Regions from separate parts of the Mus musculus genome. Here all the other regions are linked to region 2. The links are chromatin contacts, called in public HiCAR-type and promoter capture Hi-C maps. All regions are on one chromosome and are shown on one strand. The core of a region is the stretch at or near the end of the contact, and the rest is flanking DNA. Distances in the headings are between cores, read along the strand shown. Region 1 holds the start of Ppp2r5e (protein phosphatase 2, regulatory subunit B', epsilon). Region 2 holds the start of Slc38a6 (solute carrier family 38, member 6). Region 3 holds the start of 3110056K07Rik (RIKEN cDNA 3110056K07 gene). Region 4 holds the start of Syne2 (spectrin repeat containing, nuclear envelope 2). Region 5 holds the start of Mthfd1 (methylenetetrahydrofolate dehydrogenase (NADP+ dependent), methenyltetrahydrofolate cyclohydrolase, formyltetrahydrofolate synthase). Region 6 holds the start of Tmx1 (thioredoxin-related transmembrane protein 1). Region 7 holds the start of Wdr89 (WD repeat domain 89).

Region 1 (2,793 bases), core at 253-2,752, 2.3 Mb after region 2:
TAGCATAGACTTTGGAGAGGGGAGGACAATATTAAGGTTAATTTGGGATTTTGAGGACTTCGTGATTCTTTCATTAGAAAGTTATTTTCTTTTAACTCTAATTTGGCTTGAAATATAATGTGACATATAAAAAACGGAATAATAAATTATAAATACTATCGAAAATGTCAGACCTCAGCAAGAAGTTCCACATCGCACTGGTATGCTGTAAATTTAGGGACGAATATTACAATTTCATCTGGGAATTATTTAGATTTCACTCTAACCCTAGCAACACAGATTTCTGTAAGCCTCGTTCCCCCCATCCCTCATTCTGTCTCTATTTCTCTTCTCTCATCTCTAACGATGATCTATAGGCAGCTTTCTTTTTCATCATTTGCCTCTTATGCGCGCAGCTCTGAATAAAATGTCAAGGATCTCAACTCAAAGCATTGCAGAAATGATGGTAACAGCGGGGTCCCTGCAAAGCCCAGGGAAACAGGTTTCACCTGGGCCACTGCACCCAAAGCGTTAGCATTCTCTAAAGAGCACACTACTGGGGCTTTTCCAAGGGGGAGGTATGAAAACAGGGAAGTGGCCTGTTTGTCTGCAGGTATGTTCACATAAACCCCAAGCCCTGGAGAAGCTGCGCGGCCACGGAATCTTCCTCCCTGCTCCCCCGCCCCCGCCGGGGGGGGGGCAAGAAAACGCCTCAAAAGAGGGAGGAAAAGGAGCCGGCGAGGCCGAGGAGAAGAGAGGTGCTGGCCTCCAAAGCCTCTGCAGGTAGATCAGACAAGTGGGCCGGGCGCTTGCTCCCGCTCCCCCCACCCCGCCGCACCCCTCAGCTGCCTGGGCCCGGCCTTCCCGAGCCCGCCGCTCCGCGGGTTCCCCGGGAGGCAAGCCGCGGGACCCGAAGCTGAAGTTACCTTGAAGCTCCTGGGAAAGAATCGGAAGATGATCTGTGGCTGCGCGGAGTGGGCTGCGAGCTAGGGGCCGCGGCGGGGGCGGGCGACGGCCCGGGACGCACGGGGGGAGGTCCAGGCAGCGGCGGAGAGCCCCGGGCTACTACGGCCGTCCGGGGCGACGTCCCTCCGGTTCCGCGGTAGCGGCAGTGTTTCTAGGCCTCTCGGCTGGCCCCTAACCTCAGCGCTCCGGCAGTGGCAGCGGCGGCCTCACGAGCCTCCCCCGCGGGCCCGTCCCATCAAATCGGCACCGACCCGGTTGCGGCGCGGCCGGTGGCTCTTCGTTCACATTCCCGGCGGGCGGCGCCTCTGCTCGTTGCACCGGACCCGGCGGCGGTGGTGGCGGCGGCGGCGGCGGCGGCGACGCGGGGAGGGGGAGGAGGGAGGAAGCCTGGATTTGCAGCGGCAGCAAGCGCGGGAGTCGGGAGGAAGAGTTGGAGCCGCCTGAGCCGCCGCTGCCAGAGCCGCCGTTCGCTACCCGCGCAGGGTCCCCGTCAATGCCCCTTTCTCTCTCCTATTGTCAATATCACCGGGCGGCTGAGTCCATGGCACAGGCGCAACCGAACCTCCTGGCTAGCAGAGCCCGCCTCCGACGCCCGCCCACTGGAGACTTCAAACGGGAAGCGAGACTTCATTGGCCGGCGCGCGCCTTCACTCCCAGGCCAGCACGTTCGGCTGAGAGCTGGTCGGGGATTGGCGGCGCGGGGGGGCGGGGAAACAGGAGGGTGTGAAGGGACGGGGCCCTCGATTGGGCGAGGCGCGGGGGACCCGGATGCTACCGTGAGCTCGGGCGACCGGGCCGCCGTTTCCGCCAGGGCGCCTGAAGTGGGGGTACTGCGGCGTCTGCTAGGCCTGAGGAGAGCTCGGCGGGCGCGCCCGAGACTGGAGCTTCCGCCAGGCGGAACCCTGTGGACCGCGAGCGTCTTCACCCGGGTATCCGAAGGCCACAGGGCGGCCGTCCTGGTGCCTCACGGTTCAGCCCGCAAGCCCCACTCCGCACGGAACCCACGGCCCCCTGAGCCCTGTGTAAACGCGGCCATGGAAGCCGGCAGAAAAATACCCCAGTGGCTGTCCTTCGCTCAACTCGTGGGAGGCCTGGCCACCGGTTGGACTCTCACCTGGTCCCCCCAAAAGCCAGTTCTGAATATCAGCTCTCTGATGCCCCTGCCAGGCTCGGCGGGGGCCCGCGCTCCGGGAGTTAATGCAGATGGCAACTCTGCAGTCTCCCATTCAGAATACCCGCATTCGCCCTTTCAGGACTCCGAAATACCCAGCCCCCAACTCGACAGATTTTAATTGATAGTTTGAGTCTGAGTTTAAACAGAAGACTTACCTCTATCTAGAACGAGGACGAAAATACATACATGTTTTTGCATCATTGGTGAACCCTAGGCCAAATGGTACGTTTCCAAAGAATATTCTTAGACCATCAATCAATTTGAATGCAGGCTACGTACAATAGTTAAAAGAAGAAAAAAATACTAACTACAAAGATCAAACTACCAGCTGCTCAAAATTTGGAAATCTGGGAGGGGAAATACAGGAGAAATAATATTATAATCCATAAACCCAAAATAACCAGTCATTTTGATGTAGTTTTAGTATTATATTTCATATATGTATATACACACAAGTATATATATATATATGTATATATATATGTATGTATACATACATACACACATGTATGTATATTCTTTTTCAAACTCAAAATGCTTCATCCTGTAGCCGAGTTTTTCCTCTCAGTATCATGTCATGTTCTGTACAGTTAAGGAATATACATTTATAAAGCTCTCTGTATCATACCCACAAGTGCTAACCATGCGTTTGCGTTTCTGGTTTGTTGCAAATT
Region 2 (3,161 bases), core at 521-3,020:
GGTGAAAATAATTCACTATCTCTCACACTTGCTTCTATTTCTGGCATGGTTGAGAGTCCTTGTCTTTGACCCAACAAGAAAACAGAAGGCGCTTTCCTAAGTCTCGGCACCAGGGTAAACAACAATATTGATTCACTGGGGTGACACCATTCCACTTGCAAAAGTCTTCTTGAGAATCCAAATAGCTTCCATACGATTCTGGGGAAAATAACAAAACAAAACACCAAACACCATCAAGCTACATGTGAACACATTCACAATGGCTTTTGAGGATGAAAATATAAATTATCTTTCAAGTCACCTGCCAAGTGCTGACAAAAGGTTTGGATGGCAAGGGAGGGCAGTCTCTCTTGCAGGTTAGAATGATCACTGTCCCTGGTAAATAATACATTTGCATTTTCAGTCTATTTGCCCCTATAACAGAAAAATTAGTGGTCTAGCAATCTCCCTATACCCAAAGAACTCTGCTCACAAATTTCGACAGAATACACATAGAATAGGAAGTATGAAATTTGAGTTAAGGGTCATCTCTAAATGAAATGATCACTATATGTGATGCCACCAATGGTAATACTTACTGGGATATTCTTAGGAGATCTTATTTTATTTATTCAACGGGCTGTTGTATCAGAAGCTGTGTTATGAAGTTTGTAAGCTAAGGGGTAAGTTAATCACCCAAAGTTATGTGGCTGCTAAGTGGCTTGGCAAGGCTTAAACGTTCATTAAGGTCTTAAAATGTAGCTCACTGGTAGAAAGCTTGCCTAGCACGCATGAGGTCCTGGGGTCATCCCTAACAGCACATAATATCAGGCATGGTGGTGCCTACCTGTAATCTCAGCATGAGGAAATAGGAGGATTAAAAGTTCAAGGCCAGCCTGGGATGCATTTGAGACCAGACCTCAAAAACAAACAAACAAACAAACAAACAAAAAAAAAAACAAAAGCTTGGTTAAAAATGACCTGAAAGCTGGGGATACAGTTTAGCTAGAAGTGTACCTAGCAAGCACAAGCAAATTCATGGGCTTTCAGCACTACATAGCCTGGGCACAGTGGTGCAGGCACTCAGAAAGCAGATCAGAAATTAAAGTCATCCTCCAGGTTGGTCTGGATACATGAGATTTGTCCCTTCCCATATGACCTTAGTATACTGTTAGGATGTCTATCATAGTGTACTGCCATATGCCATGCCTATAACTAAAAGCTTCAGTATTTTGACAAGGCTTTACTGTGTTGTTTGAAGTAAATGTAGGCGTCCGTTTTCCATCTGTAATATGTGGTTTAAACTATGAAAAGATTTTTGTGGTAATGGGAACCTAATCCCGGCACTTCTCATGCTATCCAATCCTACCACTGGGTGCATCAGCCCTCACCATGCATTTGACCAGCCCCCTACCCAAGGGCTCCGGCCTCGGCTTAGCGGCCGGTGGACAAGGAGATGAATGACCTGGTGGCCTTTTTGCGCTCATTGGGCAAGAAAGAAGAGCACGAGTCCCGCCGCGGTACCGTCAGGTTTTCTACATCACCCGGGACACTACTGCCCCCTCACCAGCTGCACCTTTCCAGGGCCAGCGTCACCCGAGGCCGGCTTCAGACCCGAACCCCTCACCTCATGCTCTGGTGCAGCTCGGAAATAGGGCGTCGGAGGCTGGTGACGTCATCACTGCTGGCCGCGAAGGCAGCGTAGAGTCCGACCCTGTGGACTCGCACCTCTCTTCCGGGCCCGCGATTTGCTACGAGAGCCCGGAAGGGCCAAGCCCGTAGCTCCGCCTCTGAAGCCGCTCAGCCGGGGCGCTTGGGGTTAGGGGAAGCGGCTCCGTGATTTACTTAGCAGTCGGTCGCGGAGCACCATGCAGGCGTCCCGGCACAGCATCCAAGCGGAGCCAGGCTGGTACGTCTCTGCCCAGCAGCCAGAGGAGGCGGTGGCTGCAGACGAGTGGAGTCCGTTGCTAAGCAACGTAAGTGGGCTTTACTGGCTGCGCTGGGTTCCTGTGCGCTTCGGTATCTTTCAGGGCTTGCAAGAGGAGCCTTGGACTGCAGGGGACTGACCCTGGGGTGGGGCCCGAACCACTGACCCCAGGCGAGTTTGGAATGTGGCAGCAGCATGGAGCACTCAGTCAATAGTGAGAGGCTTGGAACACCAGCGGGATGAGCCTCGGTTTTGTGACTCACCATTGCTTTGTGTCATTGTCGCCTCTGTCTCCTCTAGCCTTGTGAGGTCTTGCAAGAACATCACACGATGTTTCTTTTCTGGATTTAATCATGGGGCCAAGGGAAAGATGAGCTATAGGCACTTTAATACTCAAGTCCCTGTAAGTGAAGATGAGGAGAGGTCTCTGGTAATGTGCACATTGCTCGTCCTTAACCTAAAGCCGGTGTAGTGGGCTGTGTGTGCCCGGGGGCCCCGGAGCCTCTTCGGTCTTGAATGTCCAGCCTAGGAGGGCCTTGGGCATGCTAGAAAAACTCCCTAACTCAGAGCTGCTTTCCAGTCCTGCCACTCCACTTTTTATGAATCCCTGGACTGTAACAGCTGATGGTTTGGTTTATGTTGTCCCTGTAAGATATTCCTGCTAATCGACTTAATTCATTAGGCATATAAACAAAAGGTTAGTTTATTGCGGTCCTCGTACTTGAGGAAGAAGAGTTAGGGACAGAAGTTCCATGCTGACACTGGGATTCTTCAGGAAGCACGTGACTGAGGCCCGTTCCTCCTCTGTCTCCACCCTATCTTGATCTCTTGAAGTCACAAGGCTGTGGCTCCCACTGAAGCCAGCTGGGCCCTGCATGGGAGGAAGTAATTTTCCTGGAAGACTCGTTTCCTTGAGTTGCACCAATAGGTCAGAACGGAGGGAAAGGAACAAGTGTTATGTCCAAATGTGCTTTTCCTTGGGGTAATAACTCCTATGACGGAAAGCAACTTGGGAAGGGAAGGGCTTATTTCATCTTACAGCTACAGTCCGTCTTGAAGGAAAGTCAGGGCAGGAATCTGGAGGCAGAAACTGAAACGGGAGACCCGGAGGAAATATTGACTTGCCCCTACTGGCTTGCTCAGTTTGCTCTCCTTCATCCCCAGGAAGGCCTGCCTGCTCAGGGATGCCCCCACCTAAAACAGGCCGTGTCTTGGCCAGTCTCTTTAGGGCATTCTCCCAATTGAGATCCCCTCT
Region 3 (3,069 bases), core at 28-2,527, 2.3 Mb before region 2:
CCATTTTCTAGTTTTGTGCATCACCAAAACTAAGCAGATTTTAAAAAGATAGACATGACTTAGTAAAACTACCAAAATACACTTCACAATCTTAACAAATTTTGAAAAAACAAAAACAACAAATATTAACTAGTTGATATGGCGTTAGTTCAGACGTACTCAACTGTGCAATTTACTGGGGTTAACATTTCACATTTTAATTTAGGGCATAAGCTGTTGCCCAATTGTTAAGTTTTGTGTCATTTAACAAGACAATGTGCTGACGACAGAATCCATGTCTATCTGGTCCAGAAAACCCTTTCATCTAAGAAACTGTCGTTCCTTCCTGAAGCATTAATACTTTCTTCGAAAAAATAGTATAGTATTCGCCTCATGCAGTGACAAGAGTCGCTTGTCTAAGGTCATAGTGGCAGCAGCGTCTGTCCTGGCAGGCACATTCCTCAGCATTCCGAAAGCCGGGGCTTCCACGTTTCCTCCAAGCTTCACAGTTGGAGGAAATAACTCTTCTTCCCCACGCAAGACGTTTCTAGAAACCACACCTCCTCCGTCTTTTACCAAGGTGGCTGCCACCTTGGGCCCCTGGTGTCTGCAGACCGCAACCCAGCTTCCGAAATGCAATGTCAAAGGGAGACAGAGCTATGCCGGGAGGAAGGGGGGGGGGTGTCAGTAAAATCCCGCCATCCCGAGTGAAGGGGCGCAAAGGGCCGCTTACTCACCTACACGTGCGCCCCCGACCTCGCCCCCTTCCTCCACGCCCCCCCAGCCACGCTCCGCCGCCGGCGGACAGCGGCTCCCATGGCCGCCCTCGCTTCCGGTGCTCCCAGCGCTGCGCCACCCCCGAGGCCACCCGACACCGGGAGCCTCCGACAGACCTCTCGGACGACTCCGTGACTCCTCCACCCTTCGCTAGGCGTTGTCCTGGAGGGAAGGGTAAGCCGGTGCCACACTGAAATAAACCTACCCGAGAGAGTCCGCGTCCTTCCCTCCAGACACAGAAAATGGGATAGAGCTGCGGGCTGCTGCTGCCGGGACAAAATGGCGCCGGGGAACCGGTTAGGCGCAGGCGCCTGGGGAAGAGCCGGCTCCGCCCCCGTGAAAAACCCTGGCTGCAGTTCTGGATTCCGTTTCCATGGGACACGCCACCGCCCAATCCTCGTGCGGAACTGCTCTTCCTGACCCCTTGTTCTCCAATCAGTGTTCAGTCAAGCACATCCGGAGTCGGCTCCTCCAATCAAATTTTTGGGCTCTCTTACTCAATCCTCTATCCTCCAATAACGTGCGTGTTCGGATACAGCCAATCAGAAGTGGAAGCTATCCTACCTGCTGTTTTCCGCACCAATCATGGAAGTTTCCCAGCTACATCCAATGAGAAAGGCAGACAGCGAGCTCCAATCCGAAGCTATTCGGCGTCATGAGCAGCCAATAGGAGTTCGTGTAGAAGCGAGTCTGCTCAACAGCTTGTTATTTGGTGGATTGTGGCAGTAAATCGGGGCGAGTGGGGGAACCCGGCGCAGGAACTGCCGCTGCGGCCGGGAGCGGTGCTGCCCGGACGGGGACCCACGGCGATCAGTGGGGCGGCAGACTGGAGAGCTGACAGCGCTCTGCACCCGCAGTAGGTAGGTAGTCAGCGGGGGCCGCTGAATGGGCAAAGCGGCGGGAGCAGCTGCTGCCGCGATGGGGTCCCGGTGCAGTTGGGAGCTCCGCAGGCTGAGAGGGGGATGCAGGGCGGGCTGTGCCCGGGGCGCCGGGCAGCGATCGGGTCCTGGAGTCGCGGCGGCAACTGCGGGCACGACCGCCTCCGCCGCCTCCCCGGGAAAATGGCTGTGGGGCTGGCCGCGCCGCTAAGTTTGCTTTGGAGGAGCGGGCTGCCGGGAGAACCGGCCCCCAACTCTGCTGTGCTTCTTTGGCGAGGACCCGCTGCTGGACCGCGGAGATCGGGGTGCCCGCGCCTCTCCGGGCTGTACAAAAAGTTGAGGCGGGCGCGGGAGGAGACGGCCGCTGCGGCGGTGCGGCTCGCTCCCCTCCCACACCCTGTCCTGCCGCCTCCCCGCCCCGCGCCTCCCCCGCCGGGTCCCCCCGCGCCGGCCGCCGCCGCAGGCCGCCGCCCCTGCCCCCCGGGTGAAGGAGCGCTTCTCCTTCCTGACATGGTGCAGAGCGGAGGCAGGAGAGCAATGGCGCCGTGACACTCCGTTGCCGCCGCCGCGGGCCGGGCCGGGGCGGGCCAAGGGGGCCGAGCGGCGGAGGCGGGGCGCGCGCTAGAGTCGGGGCCCGGCGGGGCGCGGACCCGGGAGGCCGGGGCGCAGGGGGCTGCGAGTGGCCGACGAGGCGGGGGCGCGGTGGGCCGGCCGGCCGGGCAGGGGCGGGACGCGCTGCCCTTTGGCGCGCGTGGGGCTCACTGCCCGCCAGGCTTTGGCTGCCCGACGGGGGTCTGTCCCGGGGGCCGCGGAGCTCGGCCCCTCCCCGCCTGCATTTGTTTACTTTCTTTCCGGGTCTCACCCCGCCTTGGACTGATCCTCTGCCTCTCTTTTCCCTGCTTTGGCTCTAGCGCCCGGGAAGAGAACTCGAGGAAGCTGGAACCCCACAGGTCACCAGTCAAGATGAAGGTAAGTGGAGCCAACTCTTCTTCTTAGCCTTGTGCCCCGGACGCTGCCAGTCCGGAGGCTGCAGTTGTGGAATGGCAGCTTTTTGTTACTTAGAATTGATTTCTTTACTAAGAAGCACTTTAAGGAAAATGACATGTGAATGGGTGAGGGGTGTGTGTGTGTGTGTGTGCGTGTTCGAATGTGTGTGTGTGTGTGTGTGTATAAATGCAGGCGGTCCAACACTCTCTAGCAGTTAGCACTTTGAGAAGATCGGTGCAGTCTTTCGATTTTCAAACACTTCAGTGTCAAAAACACCTTTCAAGAAGAAAAGCTTTTGTCCTGCTTTGGTTTTTGCAAGGTTTTTTTGTTTTGCTTTGCTTTTGCTTTCTTTAAAACCTATACTTCCCCCTTTCCACTACCAATGCCATTTTCTAAAAGACATGTTATGTAGCTTGAGTAAGAGAGATAGTTCTGTATATTTTTGGGG
Region 4 (3,030 bases), core at 432-2,931, 2.5 Mb after region 2:
CCCCTCCTCCCTTCTCCTCCCAGTCCCTCCCCCATCTCCCCTCTGCCTGTAACTATTCCTCTGTGTTTCTCTTAAAAAAGGTCAGGGTTTCCTTGGATACCAACCAAACATGGCATATCAAGTTGCAATAAGACTAGGCACCTCCACTTGTATTAAGGCTGAATGAGACAACCCAGTAGGAGAAAAAGTGTCCCAAAAGCAGGCAAAAGAGTCAGAGTCAGCTCCTGCTCCAACTGTTAGGACTCTGACAAGCAGATCACGCTGCAAACTATAAATACATATATATATTCTACAGCATATAATTCATATATAATATGTGATAAATAATATAATTCTATATATTTATTTTGAAATATATATATTTGAAAAAATATTTTTTGAGAAAGTCTTTTGTACCCCATCGTGGTCTCAGACTTGCTATGTGGCTGAGGCAAGCCTTGATTTCCCAATCCTCCTGTCCCCACCTCCTGAGTGTTGGATTACAAGTGGGCACCATCACTTCATGTTTATATGAAGTGCTGAGGATCAAAGCTAGGCAAGCAGGCTACCCACTGAACCACACCTCGAGCTCCGCCCACCAAGCCATTACGGGATGCATAGCAAATAGTCTAAGAACTTGGAAGGTCAGAGTGAACCTAGAATACAAGAAATGCCATGCAGATATAGTACGGCGAAAAAAGACAATAAAGCATGTATTTTCACAGTTTACTTGTGTCACCTCAATACTCGCAGAGAGGAGAGTGTGGATAGAATTAAAACCTACGTTTCCCGGAAACATGGATTAGCTGAACCCACTGTCGTCAAACTTTTAATCTTCGACCCTTACCATTTAATTTGGGCCATCAGTAGCGCACTAAGCAATCCAGATAAGATTCTGCAGCTACACAATATGCATGAGGCGGGACTTGCATGAAGTTAAATTTGATTGCGATAGAAACTCAGGCCACTGCCTCTTTGTGATTTAACAGTGAAGTGATGCGTTGGTGTCTGACTTCAAGAGTCTTAATACTATAACAGCGACTCGAAACGCGAGTGGGAGTCAGGTGATGTCATCCTGAGTTCACAGGATTGAGTAATTTGCTGGAAAATCCAACTGACACCTACAGGACAGATTCCCAGGGACCCACTTTCTCCTGAATGTCGTTGTTTGAGGCGGCTCTCCTCAGCCCATCCTGCAGGCTGGCACGCGCGGGGCGGGGGGGGGGGGGACAGGGAAATAGGGTGGGGGGTGTCACTTATCTGCATTGTTAAATAAGCACCTCCTTATCTTACCTCCGTAGGTGAGGTCGAGGTCTGGGCTTCCTGACACTCTTAAGAAGCCGATGAAAAGTCCATGTTTCTCTAAGGCTCCACCTGGGTTCAAGGACCGGATCGCGGTCGGCTCGCTGATTTGTAGATCTAGGCATCCACCCACCGTGAAGAAGTGAAACCCGCCTGAAAAGTGTTCTAGGAGAGTCGGCCTCCCCTTTGTCTCCAGCTGCGGGTAGGCACGGAGGCGGAGGCTCGTGAACCTGCGTTCGGAGTTAGTTCCTCACTCCCGCCACCTGCAAGGGTCTGTAAGGCGGAGGGAAAGTTGCGGTGGCCGCAGGGAGGCGGCTCCGCCCCCAGTGCGCTGCTCCGGGCGGCGGCGAGCGCGGGACTGGGCGGGCCGGGAGGGCGCGGGGCGTGGTCTGTAGCCTCCAGTCCAGAGCGGAGCGCGCTCGGCTGCGCCGCAAGCCTTCGGCCGCACGGAAGAGCGAGCGGGAGAGCGATCGAGGGGCGCCATCGAGGCAGCGAGGCGAGGGGGGCGCGGAGTAGGTCGGGTCGAACTCCGGCCCTCGCCTCCCGGCCGGGCAGACAACGGTGAGCGCAGCCGCGGGGGGCTCCGCGCCCTAAAGCGCCCTGCGAGAGCGGGAGGGCGGGGAAGAGGCGGGCACGAGCCCTGCGGAGTCCCCAGAGCCCAGCGGGGAGCCCGGGGGGCCCACGGGAGTCTCTGGATGCCCGGCTCCCAGCTGGGCCGTGGGAAACTTCACCCGGGAGGGGACAGCGGGGCGCGCGGGGCGCTGTAAACTTAGCGGCGGGCGGGGCACCCTGGGGATCGCGGCGAGCGCCAGCGATTGGCGTTGGTGTCCCGGGCTTCTTTGTGTCACCTCCGGGCCCGGCCCGCGGGTGCACCCAGCTCGGCCCCGGGACTCCCCACTGTCCCCCTATCCCGGTCCAGGCGGGCGCGCTCGGCTGATTGTTTGCATTCCTCGCGTCACGCCTGGGCGGGAAAGATTTCGAACCGGGTGTTAGAACACTGAAGCCGCGGCGCAGAGATTGCAAAACCACGGGCGGCGGGAGGCTAGCCCCGGGGACCGGAGAACCTGCAGCCGGGGCGCACACTGTGGACAGGACGCGGGACCCTTGCGTTGGAAGAGAAGAGGCGGGCGCGGCGGCCCTGAGTCTCGGCGGGCGGAGAGGGGGCGCTGGGACCGCGGGGATTATAATTCCATTTTGATCGCTTGCGGTCTTTGTTGTCTGTACAATTGCCTTTAGGGTCTGACGGTAGCACCTGGTCCTCCTTACGGTCTCTCTCTTGAGGTCTGAAAAGATGCCCAGTGTGGGAGGGGGCCCGTGGATTGCATCCAGGGCTGCTGGCCACAGGAGCCGCTGCCTGAGATGGAGGTGGAGAAGTCCAGTGTAACACTTGCCTTTGTGGACGCGCCTTATTTCCGAAAGTTGTTTTCCCCTCCCCTAGTGGAAGGGAGCGTCGGGACGGAGTGGCAGCAGGCGCGGTTGTGCACAGGCACCATGTAGTAGCTCGAGGCAAACCGGGGAGGCTCTCAGTAACCGTGGGACTTAACAAATGTTTGAAAAGTTTTATTTGAAGCAACTCCACCTGCTTCCCTAAAAGTTTCCATCCCCCAAAGCTCTTGCTGGAGGTAATTCTGTGGCTGAGCTCGAATGTTCGGGTGGGGGCACAGTTAAGCAGACCTGGCCTCCTCGCAGCTCCCGTTCCAGTAAACGCCATCATGGGAGAAGGAGCATTCGGTTTTTATGGCCTAGGAT
Region 5 (2,944 bases), core at 404-2,903, 3.0 Mb after region 2:
CAAATGTTTTCTTAACTGTCTGTTAACAGGTAAAGAATATAGAAATTGCTGTTTTTCTAAACCAAGGTACATATGTTATAAAAATATATAACCAATCACCTGTCCTGCTCTAGTTAACTACATGCAGCTGATCAGCTCCTTTGTCCCCTTATCACTCTGAGCTCCAGACCTAAAGTTCAGGAGAATGAATTAAGGACCTTGAAGTCAGGTCCCTTGGATTCACCCAGTCTCCAGCGGGTACTCCCTTGCTTAAGCCAAAATGTCAACCAAAATACAATTGGATAACACTGCAGCTCACCCCAGCTCACCCCAGCTCACTTCTCACTTTGTGTTCCCATCCTTTTAAAATGTTGTACAGTATCCTTCCTGGGACATGTTTCAGGTCCTGAACTGGCTGCCTTCCTGAGCGCTCAGAGAATAAAGCTTTCATTTTTAAGCTTCCTGAGTCTGAAATAAGTTTTCTCGGCTTGTACCTCGAACCCAACAGTAAGAATCCAGCCCAGTTCCAGCGGCAGAAAAAGCAAAGTCAAGGCAGTGGCTCTGATGTATTCCTCTACCACCAGGCTCCCGAGGACATGGCCAAACTCATTTCTGCACCAGGGCAAATGGGGAGGGATGCCAGCCTTGCTGGCATCTAGCTGATGAACAAAGTAGTCTCTGCTTCAATACTGATTTGGTCCGCTGAGACCAGAGGATCACTCGTCCTGAACTCTGCTCCCTTCACGCTGATGAAGCCCCACGCTTCTGCTCTGAGGTCCCTCTTAGCTGCTGGGCTGAGCCTGCTTTTGGGCTTCAACCCTGGGAGGATAGCAGGTTTTAGTTATGGAAGGCTGGGTTCAGTAGTAGCGAACTTGTCTCTATGTCAAGGCTGTGGATTGATCGTCCCTGCTGTTACTAGAATTGCGAGCCAGACCCTGGGCTCTGAGAATCTAATAAACCAGGTTAGTCACCATCCTTAATAAGTCGATTAAACAAGTAATGGTAAGATATAGAAAAAGGAGATTTATTCAATACGGCCACATTGGGAAGAGGGACAAAGAGAAGTCTTATCTTCTGAGTTCTAATATGAAACTGAGGTTTAAGTAAAGAGTCAGACTTGATATAGAGTTGAACAGTGAAGGTCGAGGTGTGGACCTGTCCATTACTGTCTTGGCTTCAGTCCTGCAAGGTGATCTCTGAAATCTCTTTCCCCGGAAACAAATTTCTACTCTGGCTGGTGGAAAAGCAATTCCCTGGAGTGCTTCCTCCGCAGATGGCTAACCAGAGGGACACAATTGCCTCGTTAAGGATAGCCTCACTCTTGCTAGGAGGGTAACAGAGAGGCAGTTATCCCAGGTGTTCCCCACCACACTCTGAAAGCTAGGGCCTATGACAACGTGGAAAGCCGCATTGCCTGCTCCAGGTCAGTAGCCGGAATCAGCTTAAGGCCTCCAAGATCCTGCCCGGAGAAGCCAGTACGATCCAAAATCACACTGCTTTGCAGGACTCTGTCGCCGCAACCTAGGTCACGCAAACTTGCTCAGACAGGCCCATTCCTGCCCGGACTCCGCCCAGTTCCACCGCGCCCCCTACACACTATCTCTGATTGGCTAAAAGCGAGGCGGGAAGCTCCCGGCTCATCAGAGGCGGGCTCCACACAGGCTCTTTCCGCAGCCAGTCATTGCCGCCAACCAGTCTTTGGTGACAACCCTCTTGCTGCCTGGGCCCACCGGCTCCCGCAGACGCTCCTGGGCCTCCTCTGTCAGCGGGTCACGACGTCTTTCCGGGTCGCCTGCGCACCTTCGCTGCTGAGCGCGACGCAGGCGCACTAGCTGATTTCTCCCGGGAGGTCCCTGAGCACGTGGGTTGTGCTGTCCTGCGCGCGCGGAGCGACTGGAACCTGATTTTTGCTGGTGTTCACCGTGGGTGGCAGACTAGCAAAGGCCATGGCACCAGCGGGAATCCTGAACGGGAAACTGGTTTCTGCGTAAGTACTTGCCAGTGATAGTGGTGGTGGGCTCAGAGCAGGGCGTGCAGATCCCCAAGCGCCTGGGCTCTGCAGGAGAGGTGCTTAGATGGGGTTTGCGGGAAGAGAGGACATCGACACGGGCTCCTAGAATCTGAAGACTGGTTTCCTGAAGCCAGAGAAACACATGCCCGGCCCAATGTGCAATTGCAATAGACTGCCTGGGGTGGCTGCATTCCTAGGTTTGGCGGCAAGTCCTGACCTGACCTTGTTCTCAAAAGTGTAGCTGCTGGCATCATTCTGCCTAGACACGGGCTACCTGAGGAGTCCAACCTCAGAAACCCAGCATAGCCGCTTGTCTGGCAATTTGGTGGTGATTCGGTTGTGGCAAGATTTGACACGGGTGATTGGTCAAATCAGAGAGAGGGTCTCTTTCTAATTTTTTGTTTGTTTGTTTTCTGACAAAGGGTCTCTCCACGGAGCCCTGGCTGTCCTGCAACTTACTCTGTAGACCATGCTGATCTTGAACTCACAGAGATCCCCTCCTGCCTCTGCCTCCTGAGTGCTGGGATTAATGGCTTGGGCTACCACACCTGGCCTAGAGGGTTTCCTCTAATTCAGCGCATTCCTCATTACACCAAATGCTGTCTTTTTTTCTCTTTCACCCCGCCGGCTTCACTTCCAAGGTATCGCACAGGCAAGGCAAGCGCCGCACCACTCAGCTACTACGCCAGCGCTCGCTTGCTCTACCCTTTAACAGCCTACCTATCCGTCCTGGCGCTAAAGTTACTTTTCAGTTTGGCTCTTGTGTGCTGACCCTATTCCATATTCCGTCAGACCACCTGTTCTGGCCGTGCAGATTTAAATGCTTAACTAGTGGGAATGTTTGCCAAGTGTCGTCCCAGAGAGTAGCACCCTTTTGCTGTTTGGGAGAGAGGGCTGGGAATTGAGCCCCTAAGTGTGGAGCCCGAAAGTGTGCATAACATCTGGGCTACATTC
Region 6 (3,095 bases), core at 307-2,806, 2.8 Mb before region 2:
ACTCCTATTTCTCTAATCATTTTCTTAGCCCAGGCCATTCTGGTGACAACTCTACTGTAGATGGGTGTGACCATGAACACGGGGCTCCATCTCCTCTCCGTTCCCAACCTAGAGACAGAGCATCTCATCAGGAAGGGAAGGTCACTGGCATCTTAATCCCTTCCAAGTGCAGGTCACAAGGACATGACATGCACAGTGAAAGCGCTGGGTACAGCAGACTGAGAAATCTCCAGACACCCCCTCAACCTTTTTGTTCAAGTGATAAAGACTATACACCACTAGAAGTCCAGAAAAGTAGATCCTGCTGGTCTACACTGCACCTAGAATAATGACTGAGGCTGCTTGTGCCCAGGAGAGTCAGTTCTGAACTCTCCCCAAAGAAATGACTTTATTAAATAAGAGTATGGAGAAACGGTCAGGCCTAAAGTCACTCCAAAAAAATAAAAAAAGTTTTCCTTAAGTAAGAACAAGATGCCAGTGCATAAGCCACTTAGTTCACCAGAGAGACCTAAGAAAAGAGACAGTGAAGAATCATCCTGGGCTTAAAATAAATTTCAACCACTGACCTCAAAACCATCTGCCAAAATGTATTAGGCTGTGGAACAATGTATGCTCTGAGAATTAAAACAAAACAAAAACAAGTTATCGGTGAGCACTTCATGTAATATTACAGCTGGAAATAAGTGAGGCAAACACATCCCAAAAAGTGATATGGAATGAGCCCTGCTAAAACCACTATCGCCCAGATGACCCACCCAGGGCTGTAATCTCTGAGAAACAGACTTCACTAGAATTGCCTTGCCAACTCACTAAACAATCAAACAACAAGAGGAACAGAAGATGGAGAGCCACAAGGGGAATCAACATCTAGAATTACAGACCCTAAAACCCTAGTTTCCAAGAAGAGATTTTTGAGTTGTGCAAAGACAGGAAAATATAACCCATATACAGGAAAGCAAAGAACAGGCAATAAAAACTACCTCGGAGAGCCAGGGGGTGACAAAGCCTCATTACGAATGTGTTAGAGGAAATTCGGGGACTCATGCTTAAAGAGTTAAAATAAGTCAGTCAACAGGGACAACACAAGATTCAATTAGTAAAGTAGCCAGGACAAAAAGTAGATGCCTGTTTGCCTAGGGCCAGGGTAAAGGGGCTGGTGACCTCCTCCTACATTCGTCTAACTGGTGATATTTTGAAAGGGGAAAGTTCCTGAGAAAACTGTCATAGTGACCTTACTAGGCACTGGTGGGCACGACAGGGTCACTCATCTCTAGAGCATCACCCTGATCCCTCCGCCTACCGCCCCTTCTAGGGCTTTTCGAGGGACCACAGCCGGCAAGCGCCTCTTCAGTCGTGAGCTCCGAGATAGACGCATTTCCCGCTTTCCCTCTCCATCTCCCGCAGGAGGAACAGGGCCCGGACATGCGCACTGAGTTGCTGGCGGGGAGTGGGTGGGGCTCGCGCGCCTGGCTGGCTCCTTGTGCGCATGAGCGGAGCGGCCGCCAGAGCGGAAGTGGAGCTGCGGCGGGGAGGTGGAGCGGGAACGCGCTGAGGCTGGGTGAGCGGCTGACATGGCGCACTTGGGGCGTCTTATGGTTCCCCTGGCAGCTCTGGTCCTGCTGCTCTGGGCGGTCCCTGGGGCCCACGGACGGCGGAATAACGTGCGCGTCCTCACCGATGAGAACTGGACGTCGTTGCTGGAAGGAGAGTGGATGATAGAATTGTGAGTGCGGGGCGCTTGTCTGGGTGGCGGTGGCCTCCGCCGCCCCGTCCCTCAAGCTGGACACCTGACCAGCCCATCTTCCTCGGCCAGGTCTTGAGGTCCCAGCCTTTGCCGCCCCCAGCTCCAGGGTCATTTCCTAACCGGGAATATTACTTTTCTATCTAAGCGTGCACTGAGCCTCGTCGTTGCTAAGCACTGTGGTGCGATTAAAGGATTACGAGCTACATCGAATTCTCTGGAACAGACTAGCGGATTTGAGGGTGGGATTGGGTTGCGATGGAGGTCTTGGCTGTTTCTATAGACTTTTAGTGATCTTTTGTAGACATCCAGACTTTAAGTCTCCAAATTTTTACAAAAGTTGATATTGAACAAAATCTTGCTTTTAACCTGTCATTCGGAAATTGCTATGTTTATTCGGAAATTGGTATTTGTAATGCCTGAATTTTGAGCTCTTTATTTATTTTTATTTTGTGAGTTAGTTTTTTTAAATTGTAAATGCCAAATAAATGGGAATATATTAAAATCTTTATTTTCTTTTTTTTTCTTCTTGCCTACATTCATTTCTTTTGATATGAACCTCATTTTTCCTTGACCGGTGCGTTTGCAATTTAGAGAATGGCTTGAATTGTGATTTACAGGCCTGCGAATGGTATTGCACATGCATTAGTATGATTATTGATAGGCCCTTTAAATACTCCAGTTCATCATTTACTATTCAAACAAAATCACTTATCTTGTGTGATAATTCTACTTCAACAGTGTCCGCCGTCCTGCTGCTGTAGGAAATAAACTACCTTTGGCCTTTGTCTTAGATGATAAATTAGTGGAATGGTTAATTGACAGTGTTCCTGATACGGCATTATTGATGTGGCGAAAGCACCACCATTGAATGGTCATTGTTTACTGACACTACCCAGTATCTTTACATATGTTTTGGGGTGGGTAATTATTCTACATAATTCCTTATAGTAGATAACCACTCCCATCCCCTGCTTTACCGATTGGCCTGTTCAGATGCTGTCATAGTAGCTTTGTTGGGCTTCAAGAGTAAATATATGCAAGCGTTGTTAGCAACCCTTAAGCAAGATTCTGGTGTTTGCCTATGTTGTGATTGTGTTTAGGGCTGTACACTAAGGAAGAGGTGGAAGTGAACATCCTCAAGAGAGAACCTGGGTGAGGTCCATGATACCTGAGTTGTGAAACAAGAAAAAGGAGATTGCAGTAGGGAAGACGTTTAGTGTACTGACAGTTGGCCGTTCACTGAAGTCAGTTTTCAGGAGAGGAACGCTAACCAGTGCTGTTAGTTTTCAGTCACTGTCATGAATAGGCAGGAGTGACATGATATGTAAAATATAGTCAAATATTACAGAAA
Region 7 (3,069 bases), core at 516-3,015, 2.4 Mb after region 2:
AAATTCTAGGTCAGCCAAAGCTACATAGGTTGAAGCCCTGCCTCAAAAACAACAAGAAAGATACACACATACACACACACAAAACACACAATGTTTTCAGTTCTATTTATAATAAATAGAAGGTGCAGTTCGGTTGATGTGAAAGCCTATAATTCCAGCACTTGAGAGAACACCAAGTTCTCTAAGTTTAAGGCTAGCCTAGTTTACAAAGTGAGCTCTAGGACCACCAGAACCTCACAGAAACCCTGACTCCAAAACCCCAAACCAACCAACCAACCCAAACCAACCAACCCTGAAAGTTGCAGAAAACAGTCAAGATTTTAAACAAAGGTGGACACGAAAGAAACCTCAACAGTCACAGGGGCTGACTTACTTTTGCCCTGTTCTATAAAATCTAAGGTAAAAAGACGAGCTAGACACTTCTCACTTCTGCTCTCTAGATAGTACTGTCCTGACCCCAAGATAGGCGGGTAAGTAGTCAACACAGAGGTATCTCACACTTACATTGTTAACTAGGCTGCATGATTTTGTGGTCTTTAAACAAGAAGCAGAAACAGGTATGGTTGATACCAATAACATAGACTATAAGTCCACATCTTCACTGAATTATCACAACACTGAGAAGCAATTTGGCACGGACCATGCACTTTTTAACAACCTGATGATTGCAAAGCAAAGTTAGGAAGTAGACCTTTAGACTGATGCCTTCCTACCAGTTCATCTTACTTGGATAATAACCAATTAACTGGTTTCCTGGTACACTGTTTAGGATTTTAAAATAATTTCTTTTTTCTTTCCTTTTCTTTTTTTGTTTTTTCAAGACAGGGTTTCTCTGTGTAGCCCTGGCTGTTCTGGAACTCACTCTGTAGACCAGGCTGGCCTCGAACTCAGAAATCCGCCTGCCTCTGCCTCCCAAGTGCTGGGATCAAAGGCGTGTGCCACCACTGCCCGGCTTTAAAACAATTTCAAGTTAGGAAAGAAAACAGGAGCGTTTTACTAGTTGTACTATCTTTAATTTTACATTTGTGGAAGCTGAATTCCCTCAATTTAAGTTGTCAGAGTTAGCCTAAATGAGACATTTCACAAAAATAAGATGCTGCCAGCACTGCCTCTTGGGTGGTTTTCGTTGTGAATTAGGTTTGTGTGTGTGTGTGTGTGTGTGCATGACAAAGTTTTCCCAAGAAGCACTGGTTAGCTGGAAACTCAAAGAGATCCTCTTGCCTCTACCTCCCTCCCAGTCAGTACTGGGATCCCCGGTGTGCTTCACCACACCCGACCAGCACCTAGCTCGGTGGACAGCTGTGTGGCCTAGATGACACCACACACGTAAGGAACTTAGCCTAGTAGCCTGCATCACAGCACATACTGTACGACTTGGCTCCGCGTACCAAATGAAAAAATCTGCTTTTTGATGTGGAAAAAGGCCGGAGCCAGGAGGTGGGTGTGGGATGAGTGAGAGGAAGGGCAGGCAAGAGCGAGCAGGGACCTACCCACCCTTCCTCGAAACTGAAGCAGAGACCTTCGGGTGGCATGGACCCCACATCCTGGCATACAGAGACCCACGCGGTCCCTGCGCATGCACGTGCTCCCTCTCACACCACCCGCTCCCCTTCTGCGCTCCCCGCCCAGGGCTCTCCACGCGCGTGCCACCCAGTGGCCGCCGGTCGAGAGAGCTGCCCGCCCTGCCCAGCAGAAAGTACCTCCGCAGCAAACCCCACACTGGAGCTGGAGAAAACGCACGCTCTGCCCACGGCCGGCTGGAACTCCGCCCTCCGGCTCTGATTGGGTAAAAATATAGAGGAAGCTGAAGCGGATTGGTCCATAGCACAGAGGCCGGACCATAACCAGCGGGCTCTTCTGAAGCGGGAGCCGCGCGCCTTTGCTTGCTACCTTCCGATTGGACGAGGGCAGAAGGTCTGCGCATGCGTAACTCGGTCTACGGACCACGCCATACAACACCTCCCTCTAGGTCAGGTTAACGGAAGTCCCTGGGACCCAGCTTCCTGGACGTGTGGCCAATAAAAGGCAAGATCGTCACCGATTCCGCCTTTTCATGCGGATGTGGCTTTGCAGTTTCTTCCAGCACTTCTTCCGCTTCCTCGGACTCGGGTGTAAAGTTATTTCGCGGACCAGAGGAGTGGGGCTGAGGCAGGATTTCGTGGATCTGAAATAACCACACGTGATCACAAAGCCTAGCTATACAGGCGGGTTTGAACGAGCAGTATCCGGCCTTCACTCCAGCATGGCTATGACTCAAGGTTGACAGGAGCGCAATTACAAAATCTGGAGGTAGTTTTGCCTCGGCCCCAGGTAACTCTGGGAATTGAAGTCCATAATGGTCAGGTCCTGTCTCATCTGTCCTATTTTGATGTTGCTTTTAAACTTTAGTTTGATACAGGGCTGATGTTCCAACTGTAGTGGAGACATGACATCTGGCCCTACCAATAGGGGAATGAGCTCTGTCCTTGAACACCAAGAAGCCCTGAATCTAGTTTAGGTGGACTCTACCCTCTTTTCATTATAGATGAATACCTGTGGTATAACAACCATGAGACCGCGTTTTCCAGTGTAAACAATTCAGAAAATACGTACTTGGTTAAGCGATAATGCAAACAAGCCAGATTGTCCCTGGAAATACATTCGGCTGGGACTCGTGAAATTAACGTGCTGTGTATACCCACAGGAATCTGAATAAGGGGAACTAACTAGGGGATATATCTTGGTGCTGTTAAAAGGTATCCTTCCCCTGGAAATCCCCCCAAGGTGAGTTTAGGTTGGTCCCATTTACAGCTAGTAGAGTTGGAGATAGAGATTATTGTTTGATTAGTTGCAGTTTCTAATTAATATCGGTCTTGGTGTCATGGCATAGCCAGGAGTCCTGACCTACAGTGGGTTAAGAATGGTTAGGGAACTGACATACTCTTTTCATATCCTGAACACTGAGATGCTGGCTTCCACTGCCTTCTGGACCTTTATCTATGAAGTTACTAAAGGGAATTCCTGGGGGAAATTGGAGTTGGGAGCTTGCCATCCTAGGGGGCTTGTAACCTGACCCCCCGGGGTTTTGGT

What was found. Promoter capture Hi-C pulls out the DNA fragments that hold promoters and counts their contacts. HiCAR-type assays count read pairs that join an accessible place to other places.
Region 1: a contact with region 2 is called in a promoter capture Hi-C map of pre-B cells, with 3 times the contacts expected there. The contact joins the promoter of Ppp2r5e here to the promoter of Slc38a6 in region 2.
Region 3: a contact with region 2 is called in a promoter capture Hi-C map of pre-B cells, with 2.8 times the contacts expected there. The contact joins the promoter of 3110056K07Rik here to the promoter of Slc38a6 in region 2. A contact is called at or near these places in 2 of 39 promoter capture datasets (liver and pre-B cells).
Region 4: a contact with region 2 is called in a promoter capture Hi-C map of pre-B cells, with 2.9 times the contacts expected there. The contact joins the promoter of Syne2 here to the promoter of Slc38a6 in region 2. A contact is called at or near these places in 3 of 39 promoter capture datasets (cranial neural crest, pre-B cells and stem cell-derived epiblast-like cells) and 1 of 115 datasets of contacts at active chromatin or transcription factors (large pre-B cells).
Region 5: a contact with region 2 is called in a HiCAR-type map of astrocytes, with 4 times the contacts expected there. The contact joins the promoter of Mthfd1 here to the promoter of Slc38a6 in region 2. A contact is called at or near these places in 1 of 39 promoter capture datasets (cranial neural crest) and 1 of 115 datasets of contacts at active chromatin or transcription factors (astrocytes).
Region 6: a contact with region 2 is called in a promoter capture Hi-C map of pre-B cells, with 4 times the contacts expected there. The contact joins the promoter of Tmx1 here to the promoter of Slc38a6 in region 2. A contact is called at or near these places in 2 of 39 promoter capture datasets (liver and pre-B cells).
Region 7: a contact with region 2 is called in a promoter capture Hi-C map of pre-B cells, with 3 times the contacts expected there. The contact joins the promoter of Wdr89 here to the promoter of Slc38a6 in region 2. A contact is called at or near these places in 8 of 39 promoter capture datasets (the 3T3-L1 cell line, the C10 cell line, embryonic stem cells and 4 more) and 1 of 115 datasets of contacts at active chromatin or transcription factors (astrocytes).

What each region holds. Positions count from the first base shown.
Region 1 is chr12:75,594,730-75,597,522 of GRCm38.p6, forward strand. Ppp2r5e (protein phosphatase 2, regulatory subunit B', epsilon) reads right to left here and starts at 1,503. Exons shown (of 14, transcript NM_012024.3): 1 at 906-1,503.
Region 2 is chr12:73,285,078-73,288,238 of GRCm38.p6, forward strand. Slc38a6 (solute carrier family 38, member 6) reads left to right here and starts at 1,771. Exons shown (of 16, transcript NM_001037717.3): 1 at 1,771-1,955. The coding sequence starts at 1,848. It overlaps Trmt5 (TRM5 tRNA methyltransferase 5), which reads right to left and starts at 1,634. Exons shown (of 5, transcript NM_029580.3): 1 at 1,607-1,634; 2 at 1-198. The coding sequence starts at 1,611.
Region 3 is chr12:71,014,546-71,017,614 of GRCm38.p6, forward strand. 3110056K07Rik (RIKEN cDNA 3110056K07 gene) reads right to left here and starts at 1,278. Exons shown (of 4, transcript NR_045055.1): 1 at 962-1,278. Arid4a (AT rich interactive domain 4A (RBP1-like)) reads left to right here and starts at 1,422. Exons shown (of 24, transcript NM_001081195.1): 1 at 1,422-1,616; 2 at 2,546-2,603. The coding sequence starts at 2,598.
Region 4 is chr12:75,816,637-75,819,666 of GRCm38.p6, forward strand. Syne2 (spectrin repeat containing, nuclear envelope 2) reads left to right here and starts at 1,682. Exons shown (of 116, transcript NM_001005510.2): 1 at 1,682-1,842. It overlaps Gm40447 (collagen alpha-1(II) chain-like), which reads right to left and starts at 2,992. Exons shown (of 7, transcript XM_011244246.1): 1 at 2,861-2,992; 2 at 1,273-2,715. The coding sequence starts at 2,992. The coding sequence ends at 1,447.
Region 5 is chr12:76,253,579-76,256,522 of GRCm38.p6, forward strand. Mthfd1 (methylenetetrahydrofolate dehydrogenase (NADP+ dependent), methenyltetrahydrofolate cyclohydrolase, formyltetrahydrofolate synthase) reads left to right here and starts at 1,654. Exons shown (of 28, transcript NM_138745.2): 1 at 1,654-1,966. The coding sequence starts at 1,926.
Region 6 is chr12:70,451,598-70,454,692 of GRCm38.p6, forward strand. Tmx1 (thioredoxin-related transmembrane protein 1) reads left to right here and starts at 1,557. Exons shown (of 8, transcript NM_028339.1): 1 at 1,557-1,723. The coding sequence starts at 1,572.
Region 7 is chr12:75,667,772-75,670,840 of GRCm38.p6, forward strand. Wdr89 (WD repeat domain 89) reads right to left here and starts at 1,766. Exons shown (of 2, transcript NM_028203.1): 1 at 1,701-1,766. It overlaps Gm34717 (a long non-coding RNA gene), which reads left to right and starts at 1,954. Exons shown (of 3, transcript XR_381697.2): 1 at 1,954-2,310.